2 separate regions of the Callithrix jacchus genome follow, and region 1 is linked to region 2. A link is a contact called in public Hi-C data. All regions are on one chromosome and are shown on one strand. The core of a region is the stretch at or near the end of the contact, and the rest is flanking DNA. Distances in the headings are between cores, read along the strand shown.

Region 1 (6,706 bases), core at 2,647-5,146, 320 kb after region 2:
CTGGCGTTTCAACACACGGCCAGGGCTCAGGAGCGGAAAGGTCCGGGCTCAGAACTTGGGACGGCCTTGGGTCAGGTCCCGGCTCCTCCCCTTGCCCTGTACCTGGCGCGAGCGACTAACTCGCCTGCCCCGACTCGGCTTCCTCCTGTCTGATGAAATACCCACCTCACGGCTGTTATGGGGCTTGAATGAGTCCGTGTAGTCATTTATTAGCTAATTAAGCATATTCCTTAGGCGCTTACTGTACGCAAGCGCAGTGCTAAGGGTGGGTAGAGTGGGTGACCTCGGTCTGTTCCTGACCTCAAGGCGTTACCAGTCTAATGGCAGGTAGGCGGGGAGACAGTGATATAATTATTGTATATTAGTGACTTTAATCAACGCATCATGGGAAGTACTGTGAGAGGAAGTAGAGAGTGTTAGGAGAAATTAATGAAGTCCTAAAGTAGGCAGAGGGTGGAACCTACTTGGGAAGATGGCATTTAGGTTGAGAAACCAAGGGCGATTAGGAGTTGTACAGGGCAAGAGTGAGCGGGGAAATGTTCTAGGCAGAAAGAACATCTTGTTCCAGATGTGGACCTGGGAAGGGGCAGAGTGAGGGTGAGAGGTGAGCACGGAAGAAGACAGGTCGCCTATATACTGAATTTGGCTTTTCTCTTGAGAGTCAAGGGAAGCCATTTTCATCAGGGAAAAGATGTCAAGTTTGGATTTCTAAAAGGCCATGTAGGCCGCTTGGCTTGAAGGGCACTCAGGAGTGGGTGAAGGGAGGCCAGTTAGGAGGTGGTTACAGCTTCCAGACATAAGCTAATGCTGACTCAGGGTAGCGATTTGGGGAGGTGAAAGGAAGTGTGGAAGACTGGATGTGGGTGGATGCGGAGGCATTGGCAATAACACCTCGCTAGGTTTTAGCCTTGAGTAAATGAAAGGGTAAAAGAGACCTTGGTCAAGACAATAAAGCTTGAAAAAGGAAGACTGAGGGGAAAGATCAAGTTTGGCTTTGAGAAGTTAAGGTTGAAATGCCTAGGCAACATGCAGGGCAGAGAGGGTGAGTAGGCAGATGTATGTGACACAGGAGCTCAGAACAGAAGCTGGGGTTGGAGATACCTATTTGGGGGTCATCAACACAAAGGTCATGGTGCTGGGTGAGAACTCAAGGGAAGGAAAGTAGAGAAGAAAGTGGGCAGAAGAGGAGGGTCAATGACAGGAGACTGAGAAGCAGTGGCCAGTGGGGTAGAAAAAGGACCAAGTGAGTGTTGGTCCTAGAGAGGAGGTTTCAAGAAAGGAGTGCTCAGTGGGGCCGATGCTGTGGAGGACAGAAATGGGGCCAGTGGGGTTTGGGAATAAAGAAGGTTGGTGAACTCTGTCTTTTACGTTGCTAGTTTAAAAAAAAAAACTACATCAATTGGCTTAAAAAAAAATAAGTAGCCTGCCACTCAGTGGTTAGGTAGTGTCATCAAGGACCCAGGTTCATTTTATCTTCTGCTCTCCTTGAGCTAGTTTCATGCTCATGGCCACAAGATGGCTATCCAGTTCCTGGGGTCACATCCAAAGCAAAGAGATGTCCATTTCTCCTCTGGCTGAGACTCAAACAGGCCTGAATGTGGCCTCCCACTGTCCTGCTGCTTACAGGCTAAAGGATGAATGCATCCATGGCATCCACACTCAGTATTCAACACTGAATAAAAAGAGGAGTCTTGGAGTGGAAGCCCATGCTTAGAAAAAGAGAGAGCTGGCTTTGCAGATGCTGCCCGGATCCCCATACTATCCTCAGCTGTGGTCAGCCCCACTGTGTTCGACATCGATGTCAACAGTGAGCCTTTGGGCCATGTCTCCTTCGAGCTGTTTGCAGACAAGTTTCCAAAGACAGCAGAAAACTTTCATGCTCTGAGCACTGGAGAAAAAACTTCTGGTTATAAGGGTTCCTGCTTTCACAGAATTATTCCAGAGCTTATGTGTCAGAGTGGAGACTTCACACGCCATAATGGCTCTGGTGGCAAGTCCATCTGTGGGGAGAAATCTGATGATGAGAACTTCATTGTAAAGCATGCAGATCCTGGCATCTTGTCCATGGCAAATGCTGGACCCAACACAAATGGTTCCCAGTTTTTCATCAAGACTGAGTGATTGGGTGACAAGCATGTGGTCTTTGCTAGGTGAAAGAAGGCATGAATACTGTGGAGGCCATGGAGTGCTTTGGGTCCGGGAATGACAGGACCAGCAAGAAGATCACCAGTGCTGACTGTGGACAGCTCCAGTAAGTTTGACTCTGTTTAATCTTAACCACCAGACCATTCCTTCTGTAGCTCAGGGAAGTGCACTCCACCCCATCTGCTGGTAGTATCCTAGAACCTTGTGCTCTCCCTGTACTCCCTGCAGTTCCCTTTGGGTTCCATGTTTTCCTTGCTCCCTTCCATCCCTGGCTCAATTGCAGAGTTAAGTTTATGATTATGAAATAAAAACTAAATAACAAAAGAAAAAGCTGAATGTTGAGAGGTTACGAAGCAACAAATTCTTGCAGATTGCTGGCGGCAGAGGAAATTGGTTCGGCCATTTTGGAAAACTGGCGTATCTACAAAATCTAAGCACACACCTATGCTGGGACCTGGAATTTCCACTCTTAGGTATATACCCAAGAGAAATGAGTGCCTTTGTCTACCTGGAGACTTGTGCAAGAAGGTTCACAGCTCAATTTGGAAATAGTTCAATGTCCATCACTGGCAAATGGATAAACAAATTGTGGCATGTTCATGCAATGGAATACTGCGTTTTACATATAAAAGAACAAACTGATACATGTAACACCACCAGTTAATCTCACATATAGTATGTGGACTAAAAGAAGCCAGATACAAAACAGTAGATACCATATGAATATATGTATATGAAGCTGAACTAATGTATAAGGTTAGAAATCAAAATGGTAGTGACCTGGGTCAGGTCGGGATTAGGGGTGGGAAAGGAGCAAGAGGAGCTTTTCTGGGCTGCCAGAAGGATTGTATCTTCTGGCTGGTGATTACATAAGTGAAAATTCATCGAGTAAAAATTATAAGACTCGGAGACTTTGGGAGGTGAAGGCTGCAATTAGCCAATATCATGCCACTGCTCTTCAGCCTGGGCAATAGAGTGAGACTCTGTCTCGGGGCGCTGGGGAGAAAAAAGACAGGGCTTTATGTACTTTTCATATGTTATACCTCAAGAAAAATAGAAGAAAGGGGCCAGGCATGGTGGCTCATGCCTGTAATCCTAGCACTTTGGGAGGCCAAGGCAGGCGGATCACCTGAGGTTAGGAGTTTGAGACCAGCCTGGCCAACATGGTGAAACCCCATCTCTACTAAAAGTACAAAAATTAGCCAGGCATGGTAGTAGGTGCCTGTTATCCCAGCTACTTGGGAGGTTGAGGCAGGAGAATCACTTGAACCTGTGAGGCAGAGGTTGCAGTGAACCGAGATCACACCACTGCACTCCAGCCTGGGCAGCAGAGCAAGATTCCATCTCAAAAACAAAAACAAGAAAAATAGATGAAAGGAAAGGGTCTTGCCATCATGGAATATGACATGCTGCTAAACAAGGATCAGATCTGTTTTTCGGGGACACCACCTCCAGTAACCTTCAGGCTGAGTGTTAGCATGTACAGGGCCTCATGGCCAACCCTTTCTCCCTGGGGACCCATAAAACTGGGGAAGCTGAGGCAGGGCTTCTCTTGCACATGGAACTCCCTCATGTTCAGCTGGGTCCTTTCCTCTGTGCCCTCAAGACTGCTCTACCTTCCCAGCTCAGTTCCAGGCTGTAGAAACATCACTAACACCAGCTCTGACTTTTGGGGCCTGGAAGGTCATTCTGCCCTAAAATTTTGCTGAGCCAAACTCAGCTTCCTACCAAGGCCTCCTCAACTTGCTCCCACCTACCAGACACCTAGAGTCACCCATGACTCCTGCTCCCTCTTGCTCTATACTCCTCAACTCTTGCCCATTCCTCCTGAATTTCCTTCAGGCCATTCTCTGTCCCCTGAACCCTGCAGCAACCTCCTCACTGGTCTCCCTGCCGCCTGTCTCACCCAGAACCTTCATCTTCCACCCAGAATGAATTTTGTTTTTTCAGACAGAGTCTTACTCTGTTACCCAGGCTGGAGTGCAGTGGTGTGATCTCGGCTCACTGTGACCTCTGCCTCCTGGGTTCAAGTGATCCTCCTGCCTCAACCTCCCAAGTAGCTGGGAGTACAAGTGTACACCACCACACCCAGCTAATTTTTGTATTTTTAGTAGAGATGGGGTTTCACCATATTGACTAGGCTGGTCTCGAACTCGTGACCTCAGATGATCTGGCCTCCCAAAGTGCTGGGATTACAGGCATGAGCCACCGTGCCCAGCCCAGGATGATCTTTCTAAAATGATCTTGTCACTTTTCTTGAGGGGGTGTCCCCTCACCCCTGTCTTTATCTGTCAAGATCTTCCCCAGTCTTCAAAGGCCCAGATCAAATGCCACCCCTTCCATGAAGCCTTTGTATTCATTCATGAAATATTTTTTGGTTACCTAAAATGTGCCTAGCACTGTGCTAGGCATGGAAGATAGAAAAGAGAATAAGAGCCACATGGTGGCTCATACCTGTAATCCCAACACTTTGGGAGGCCAAGGTGGGTGAATCACTTGAACTCAGGAGTTCGAGACCAGCCTGGGTAACATAGTGAAATCTTGTCTTTACAAAAAATAAAAGAATTACCTGGGTGTGCTGGTGCGTGCCTGTGGTCCCATCTACTTGGAGACTGAGGTGAGAGGATTGCTTGAGTCCGGGAAGACGAGGCCACAAGTGAGCTGTGATTGTGCCACTGTACTCTAACCTGGGTGACAGAGTGAGACCCTGTCTAAAAAAAAGAAAAAATAATACAGATGTTGTCTACAAACACTACAGTCTGGAGAGATGGGCAGTATGCAGTGCCAGTGCATGTGCATTTCCTGTCTGTTAACCCCTGTGAAACGTTGAGCTCTTGGAGGGCAGGGCTCATTTTGGGTCTGGCAGGAAGGAAGAGGCATTAACTGTTGAATGAATACGTGAATGATTGAAAGGCCAGACCGAGCTCCTGCCGTTGTCATTTATCCTCCAGACCTCTGAGTCAGCTGGTAATGAGGTCCATGGAATTCAGTTGGGACTGGATGACCAATCTGGGGCTAAATGATAAAGAATCAGGAAATGGTTATGTTATGAATAGAACAATGTTTTGTGAAATCACAATACTTGCTTTCCTATACATCACTCTGTTTAACAGTTATGGTTTTTTTTTTTTTTTTAAATCAACATTATTTCCTTACCAAGACTTATATATTCAGGAAATTCAACTATGTGACATCAAGAGATTTAAAAAGGGATAAAAAACATCATTACCAAAGTGACCAGAGAATGGAATAAGTTTCAGGATGGCGCAGGCTACAGCCAGAATGCCAGGGTCCATTTCCATTTTGCATTTACTGGCTGTATGTCCTTGAGCAAGTTAATAAAATCTCTCTATGCCTCAATTTCTCCATCTGTGAAATGGGACACATTTGGCTCTACCTCATGTAATCATTTGTGGAGATTCAATGAATTTTTATTATAAAATACTTAGAATAGCACTGGTTGGCCGGGCACAGGGGCTCATGCCTGTAATCCCAGCACTTTGGGAGGCCAAGGTAGGCGGATCATCTAAGATCACGAGTTCAAGAGGACCCCGGCCAACGTGGTGAAACCCCACCTCTACAAAAAGTGGGAAAATTAGCCAGGTGTGGTGGTGCATGCCTATAATCCCAGCTATTAGGGAGACTGAGGCAGGAGAATCACATGAACCCAGGAGACAGAGGTTGCAGTGACCAGAGATTATACCGCTGTACTCCAGCCTGGGAGACAAGAGCAAAACTCCTCTTAAAGAAAAAGAAATAGCACTGGTTACATAAGTTAGCACGCTTAGTCACCTATTATTACAAATATGTAAAATTACCCTGGGGACAGGAGGCACTGTGGGTGTCCTGGCAGGGAGGGCCTCTCCCCACCATGGCTTTTAAGGTGTCAGGGCAACTGGGTTTAAATCCCTGACCTACTTTCCTGACTGGGAAACCTTCCCAACTCTAAGGCCCTTTTGTTCCAGACTGCTCAGGGCTTCCTTATCTGGGAAGCAAGTGCTGCTATTTTAGTCGGGTCTGTAGTGACACCTAATGGTAAAATGGGGAACTGCTGATCTTACTAAACTCATCAACCTATCAATGGTATAAGCAGTAACTATATATCATGCTCTTATCGTGTGCCAGACACTGAAAACTGTGTGAACTGTTTTAGTTCACAGCTTGGGCTGATTGATTTAACCAGTAAGCAAGTCCTGACAGCCCTGCCTCCAAAATAAGTCACAACCTAGCCCATCACCTTATATCACCACTGCCTCTGTGCTTGACAAAGCCACCGCCACCCAGACACCTGCCTCCACCTCCCCACCCTCTCTTCCCATTTCCTCTCTTGCTCTCCAATTCATCTAAATCCTCCTAAAAAAGAAAAAGGGAAGGCCAGTGGAAGGTTTTAAAGAGGAAAGTGATCTGATCTGATTGGCAATTTTAAAAGATTACTGTAGCTGATGTAAATGGATTGGAGAGCAAGAAAGGAAGTTGGAGGTGGTGGGGAGGTGGAGGCAGGTGTCTGGGTGGCAGTGGCTTGGTTAAGCATGGAGGCAGTGGTGATATAGGAAAGTAGGCT
Region 2 (6,072 bases), core at 584-3,083:
CCCAGCCTTAAGCTCGTTTTAGATTTGTTGAGCCTGACTTGGCCTTGGTGACATCTAAGTGGAGATGCCAGTACAGCTGGAATCAGAGGAGACTTTGCCACTTAGTAGCTTTGTCATCTTCATCAGATTACTTGCCAATTTCAAGCCCCAGTTTCTTTTTCAGGTAAATGGGGGTAATATCTATCAAAGGGTCGTTACGTCATTAAAAGGAAGAGCTTCATAAATACCCAGCACAGGCCATGGCCAGACCAGTGATTTGTGAAGTGGTTTCCTTCTTTCCTTTCTAAGGTTCAGAAGGACTCGAGTGCCTTTAGGCTCATTGCTCTTTGTATGAAGTGAGCAATTTTGGGTAATATAGTGTCCTATAGAAAGTAACTACTTAAAAAACTAAATCCATGTAGCTCATTTTATAAGCCATCTATAATGGCTTAGAATGTAATCTAAAAACGCCTTTGCTTTTCCTGGTTCATGATATGTGTCACCACTTAACACTGACATTTCCTCCCTGTGTAGAAAGCGTGTACCTACATCAAATCTAACCTTGATCCCAGCAATGTGGATTCCCTCTTCTACGCTGCCCAGGCCAGCCAGGCCCTCTCAGGATGTGAGGTGAGTCCAGGTTCCTCCGCTGACAATTACTTTAACTGTAAAGTGCATTTTTTAAATTTTTTGAGACCGAGTCTTGCTCTGTCTCCAGGCTGGAGTGCAGTGGCACAATCTCGGCTCGCTGCAACCTCCGCCTCCTGGGTTCAAGTGATTCTTCCGCCTCAGCCTCCCGAGTAGCTGGGACCACAGGCACATGCCACCACACCCAGCTAATTTTTGTAAAGTGCATTTTTAAAGGGGGAAGGATCATGTCAAAAATCTGTTTTTTAACAATGAGAGTTCATTGTTGTGGATGGGAATTCCATTCCTGTGATTTTTGAAAGTATAGTTTATGTTTCTCTTAAGTTTTTACTTTTCAAGGGTTTTAAATAACCTTTTTGTGCAGTTTTTGCTTTTCTTCTGGGAGGTGTTGACTTTTTCCTTTCCATCTTCCTTTAACATTTAAAAATGTTCAAAGTGTACCCCTATACCAGGTTTCTGGAAGGTCATTTTATTGAACATAGGAGAAACATATAAGTAGAAAGGTAACTTGTCTGCATGTTTTCAAATGCGAGTGTTGTACTGAGGTTTTGCGAACATTGAATCCTGGTGTCTGGGGATTAGAGGGGGATGAGCATGTGTGAGGCTGGTGTGACTTTGGCAGCTGCTCTGCATGCTGTCTTTGCCATGCCTGCCACAATTGCCAAGACCTGTTCTAAAACCCTGTGTCTGCCAATTCTTTCTTAGATTTCTATTTCAAATGAGACCAAAGACCTGCTTCTGGCAGCTGTCAGTGAGGACTCATCTGTTACCCAGATCTACCATGCAGTTGCCGCTCTCAGTGGCTTTGGCCTTCCCTTGGCATCCCAAGAAGCGCTCAGTGCCCTTACTGCTCGCCTTAGCAAGGAGGAGACTGTGCTGGCGTGAGTTGTCATCTTGAGCACTTTGCAGGCTTCATTTGTCTCGGGCTGTATCCTAAGAGGGCCCATTCATTATTTCAGCAAATACTTCCAGTAATTACTTCTGTGTGCCAGGTACTGTGCGAGGCACCGCAAACACGATTGTAGGAAGGCAGGTAAGGTCCCTGTCCTCGTGGAGCTCACATGGACGCAGTCTTCTGCAAGCCTCGCAAAGAGGAGGCGAGTGCTGAGCCAGAGCGTGAGCACACCAACAGCTAGAGATCCAGCTGCCCTCTGAGGTTGGAAGGCTAGAGCAAGGGCAGATAACTGAGAAGGAGCCACATGCATGTCTTGTTGAGGCTTGGCCAGGACAGGATGACATGTTGGCAGTGGAGGCTCTGCCTCCAAAGTGGGAGCTCACAGGATCCCTGGAAGTTGTGAGAGGCAGCATCTGGTGGGAGAGGTGGAGGCTCAGAGGGTGGAGTATACCAGGAATCAGACTCCAGTACTCTGCAAAAGGCTTAGGCGAAGGAGAAGCACCTTTCCTGTTTCTTATAAATGGAAATATTGTAACTGACTTTAGGGTGTTTTTGCTAAGCTCTTAAGTGATAATATATGTAGTTTTAAATTTTTATTTATTTAGAGACAGGATCTCACTCTGTCACCCAGGCTGAAGTACAATGGTATGATCACAACTCAACTGCAGCCTTGAACTCTGTGCTCAGGTGATCCTCCTGCCTCAGCCTCCCAAGTAGCTGGAACTACAGATGCAAACTACCATGCCCAGCTAATTTTTTGTTTTGTTTTGAGACAGTCTTACTCTGTCACTGACGCTAGAGTGCAGTGGCGTAATCTTGGCTCATTGCAACCTCTGCTTCCTGGGTTCAAGCACTTCTCCTGCCTCAGTGTCAGTGGCTGGGATTATAGGCACACACCACCATGCCCAGCTAGTTTTTGTATTTTTAATAGAGACGGGGTTTCACCATGTTGGCCAGCCTGGTCTTGAACTCCTGACCTCAAGTGATCCACCTGCCTCAGCTTCCCAAAGTGATGGGATTACAGGCGTGAGCCACTGTGCCTGGCTGCCTGGCTAATTTTTTTTACTTTTAGTAGAGATGGCGTCTCTATGTTGCCTAGGCTAGTTTAATTTTTTTTTAAACACTTGAACTCCTCATTTAAAGCAGTAATTTTTTTTTAATTTTTTTTACTGTTTTCTTTGTGTAGACCATTTAATTGCAAACCCTGAAAGAGGATGTGGAGTACATTTCTGGAATCCTGTTCATTGTTTAGCCGGAGATTGGTGATACCAATTCCCCCTTTCAAAACAGTGAGGTTGTTTCCCAGTTTTTTTTGTTTGTGTTTTGTTTTTTTGCTAACAACAAGATTTTCTCTAAGCTTAAAGTTTTGTTAAGGGCAGGTCACCGGCAGTTGACATTCCATCTCTGTCATCCTCACACCCTCCTCATATTCACATGGTCGGTCGTCAGTGACCCCGGGGCTAACATTTTGTACACACCTTGCCCAGTGCTTGGCCCTTTTGGGGCTTTGATTCCAGGAGATATTTTGATCTCTGCTCATAATCCCTCTTGGGGAATGCTTCTCCAGTCACCATCATCTCATACCATGATGTCACTGTTAGTGCCTGTGCCTTACTTTGGTGCTGCCTTCTACAAAAAACTTCCCATTTCCCTCCAAGCAAAAAGGGAACTCTCTTTCCTCAAAATCTCAGAACCCCAGGAAGAAGTACAAGGGAAGTACGTCCACTTTGGAGTCAGACAGACTTAGGTTTGAACACCAGCTGTTTCCTTCCTTGCTGTGTGACTTTGGCCAAATTTCTAACTTCTCTGAGCCTCCCCTGTAAAATGAAACCCATAATTCTTACATCAGAGCAACTGACAGGATTCAGTGAGATAATAGATGTGAAGACCCTAGCGCAATGCCTGGTTCTCAGTGGGCATGTAGGAAATGGAGTTCCTTTTCTGGACCATCTGTTTATTAGGTCTCTTTCGTAGAGAGTTTGTTACCTCCTTCATTGTTGTTATTTCTATTAGATCATAAGCTTTTTTTTTTTTCGAGACGGAGTTTCGCTCTTGTTACCCAGGCTAGAATGCAATGGCGCCATCTCGGCTCACCGCAACCTCCGCCTCCTGGGTTCAGGCAATTCTCCTGCCTCAGCCTCCTGAGTAGCTGGGATTACAGGCACACGCCACCATGCCCAGCTAATTTTCTGTATTTTTAGTAGAGACGGGGTTTCACCATGTTGACCAGGATGGTCTCGATCTCTTGACCTCATGATCCACCTGCCTCGGCCTCCCAAAGTGCTGGGATTACAGGTGTGAGCCTCCGCGCCCGGCCTTCATTTTTTTTTGGACGCAGGGTCTCACTCTGTCATCTACTCTGCTGTGCAATGTGATCATGTTTAAGGCTCACTATAGCCTCAAACTCCTGGGCTTGAGCAGTCCTCCCACCTCAGCCTCCTGAGTAGCTGAGACTGTAGTCACTATACGCCACCACACTCAGCCAAAAGCTTTATTTGTAGTGCTTACCCCTGGCGAATGGTCTATACCCAATGGAGTTAATAAAGGATGAAACTATACTTTTATGTTTCTGCTGTCTTGTGGAAAGCTTGTAGTTAGCATATGCTTTGGAGCAGAAAGAACTATGTTCAAATCCACTCTTCTACTCAAATTCTGTGACCCAGAGTGGATTGTTTAGCTCCCCTAAACCTCAGTGTTTTCATATGCAGACGTGGAGAATGTCTCATAGGATCATTGTGAAATCCAACGGGTAAGATGCCTTATATAATATTACTACTAATGTGCCCTATTAAAGGCAATCTGATATAAATTAGAACTCTTCTGAGTGGGCCTTCCATATTTAAATGGACTTATTCTAGGAAGTATATATTTGTAAACTTGTCTTTAATGGAAAAAAGAAAATATTTGTAGGTTTGAATGAACCATCTGAGAAGATGTCATTTGTAGTCTCTCATAAATCAATTTCTCTGAATCATCTGCTGTATATTAGCAAGATAAGATCTGCTTTCTTACTGTTTGAATATATACTGTACTCCAGAGAAAAAGAAATTGCTGGCTGGGGAATAGGTAATTAAAGCCAGTGACAAAACTTTCTAAAACTCAGTGGATTAATTTCATTCTAAAATTTCTGAGGTTGTTAGCAGCACGGCACTCACTCATTCCAAAGAGAAAAAAATGTTATCTTAATTGAGAAGTTCTTTCTGGGCTATCTTAACCACCTTTTCTGAGCTCAGTGTTTATCATGGGCAGATGTATGATTTTTGTCTCCTTTGGAAATTCAGGTTTCATTTTCTCAAGTGTATTATAACAACAGTCATCCCATAGGTGTTGTTGAGTACTCTGGGGCTTGTCTCTCTGTAAATTGTGACTCTGCTGTTTTCCAACTTGTCATCTTAATGGAATTAGTTGCCCATGGAGAGAATCTAAATTGTTATGATCTTGACATAAGCAGACAGATTCTTAATCTGCATTCCCTGACACATTGACTTGATAAGTGGTGGTTTTACACAAGGGCCCAGTCATCTCTTAAGAATTAGGAAACCATTCACCGTGGAAGCAGCACTCCGTTTAACCACCAGGGACCTCTGCTTTCCCCATTTTACTCAGAAAAGCACCATCTATATTTTCTAAATTATCTGCATTAAGAGAGTAAAATCTAATAAATTTTACATGTATACACCTATCATATTCCATCTTAAAAAGCATATCTTCCAGAATTACAGATAAAAATATATGAATAAGCCAAAAAAAAGAATGAAGTACGGATACATGCTACAACATGGCTGAGCCTGGAAAACATTATGCTGAGCAGAAGAAGCCAGACCTAAAAGGATTCAGATGTGTGATTCCATTTCTATGAAGTATCAGAATAGGCAAATCCATAGAGATAGAACATAGATTGCTGGTTGCTGGGGGGTAACGGGGAACACAGTGGGGAGAAACTGCTCAATGGGTTTTATCTATCTATCTATCTACTTTTTTTTTTTTTTTGGAGACAGAGTCTTACTCTGTCACCAGCCAGGAGTGCAGTGACACTATCTTCGCTCACTGCATCCTCTACCTCCCAGATTCAAGTGATTCTCCTGCCTCAGCCTCCTGAGTACCTTGGTTTACAGGCGCATACCACCACACCTGGCTAATTTTTCTATTTTTGGTAGAGACAGGGTTTCACCATATTGGCTAGGCTGGTCTCGAACTCCTGAACTTGTGATCCACCTGCCTTGGCTTCCCAAACTGTTGGGAAAGCCACCGCACCCAGCCTTATTTATCTATTTTTTGAGACAGGGTCTCACTCAGGCTAGGTGACAGAGCCTGTACCACTGTACTCAGGTACAATCACAGCTCATTGAAGTCTCGACCTTCCAGCTCAAGTGATCCTCCTGCCTTAGCCTCTCTAGCACCTGGGACTATAGGCATGTGCCACCATGCCCAGCTAATTTTTAAATTTTTTGTAAAGATGAGGTCTCACTATATTGCCCCAGGCTTAAGTGATCCTCCTGCCTTGGCCTCCCAAAGAATTGGGATTACAAGTGTCAGCCACCATGCTCAAC

Evidence for each region. A called contact is a pair of places that touch in the nucleus more often than the background predicts.
Region 1: a Hi-C map of skeletal muscle shows a contact between it and region 2, with 6 times the contacts expected there. The contact joins two enhancer-like sites. A contact is called at or near these places in 2 of 3 Hi-C or Micro-C datasets (both in skeletal muscle).

What each region holds. Positions count from the first base shown.
Region 1 is chr5:32,966,110-32,972,815 of calJac240_pri, forward strand. It overlaps the pseudogene LOC144582799. Among named protein-coding and RNA genes, the nearest start is that of BLCAP, 3.8 kb to the left of the region's middle. Within about 2 kb of position 3,897, at least 2 of the 16 cell types and tissues checked have an H3K27ac peak or open chromatin away from gene starts, as enhancers often do. A contact at or near this core is called in skeletal muscle, where this site is marked.
Region 2 is chr5:32,643,473-32,649,544 of calJac240_pri, forward strand. It overlaps RPN2 (ribophorin II), which reads left to right. Exons shown (of 16, transcript XM_054255325.2): 3 at 514-609; 4 at 1,333-1,508. Among named protein-coding and RNA genes, the nearest start is that of RPN2, 21 kb to the left of the region's middle. Within about 2 kb of position 1,834, at least 2 of the 16 cell types and tissues checked have an H3K27ac peak or open chromatin away from gene starts, as enhancers often do. A contact at or near this core is called in skeletal muscle, where this site is marked.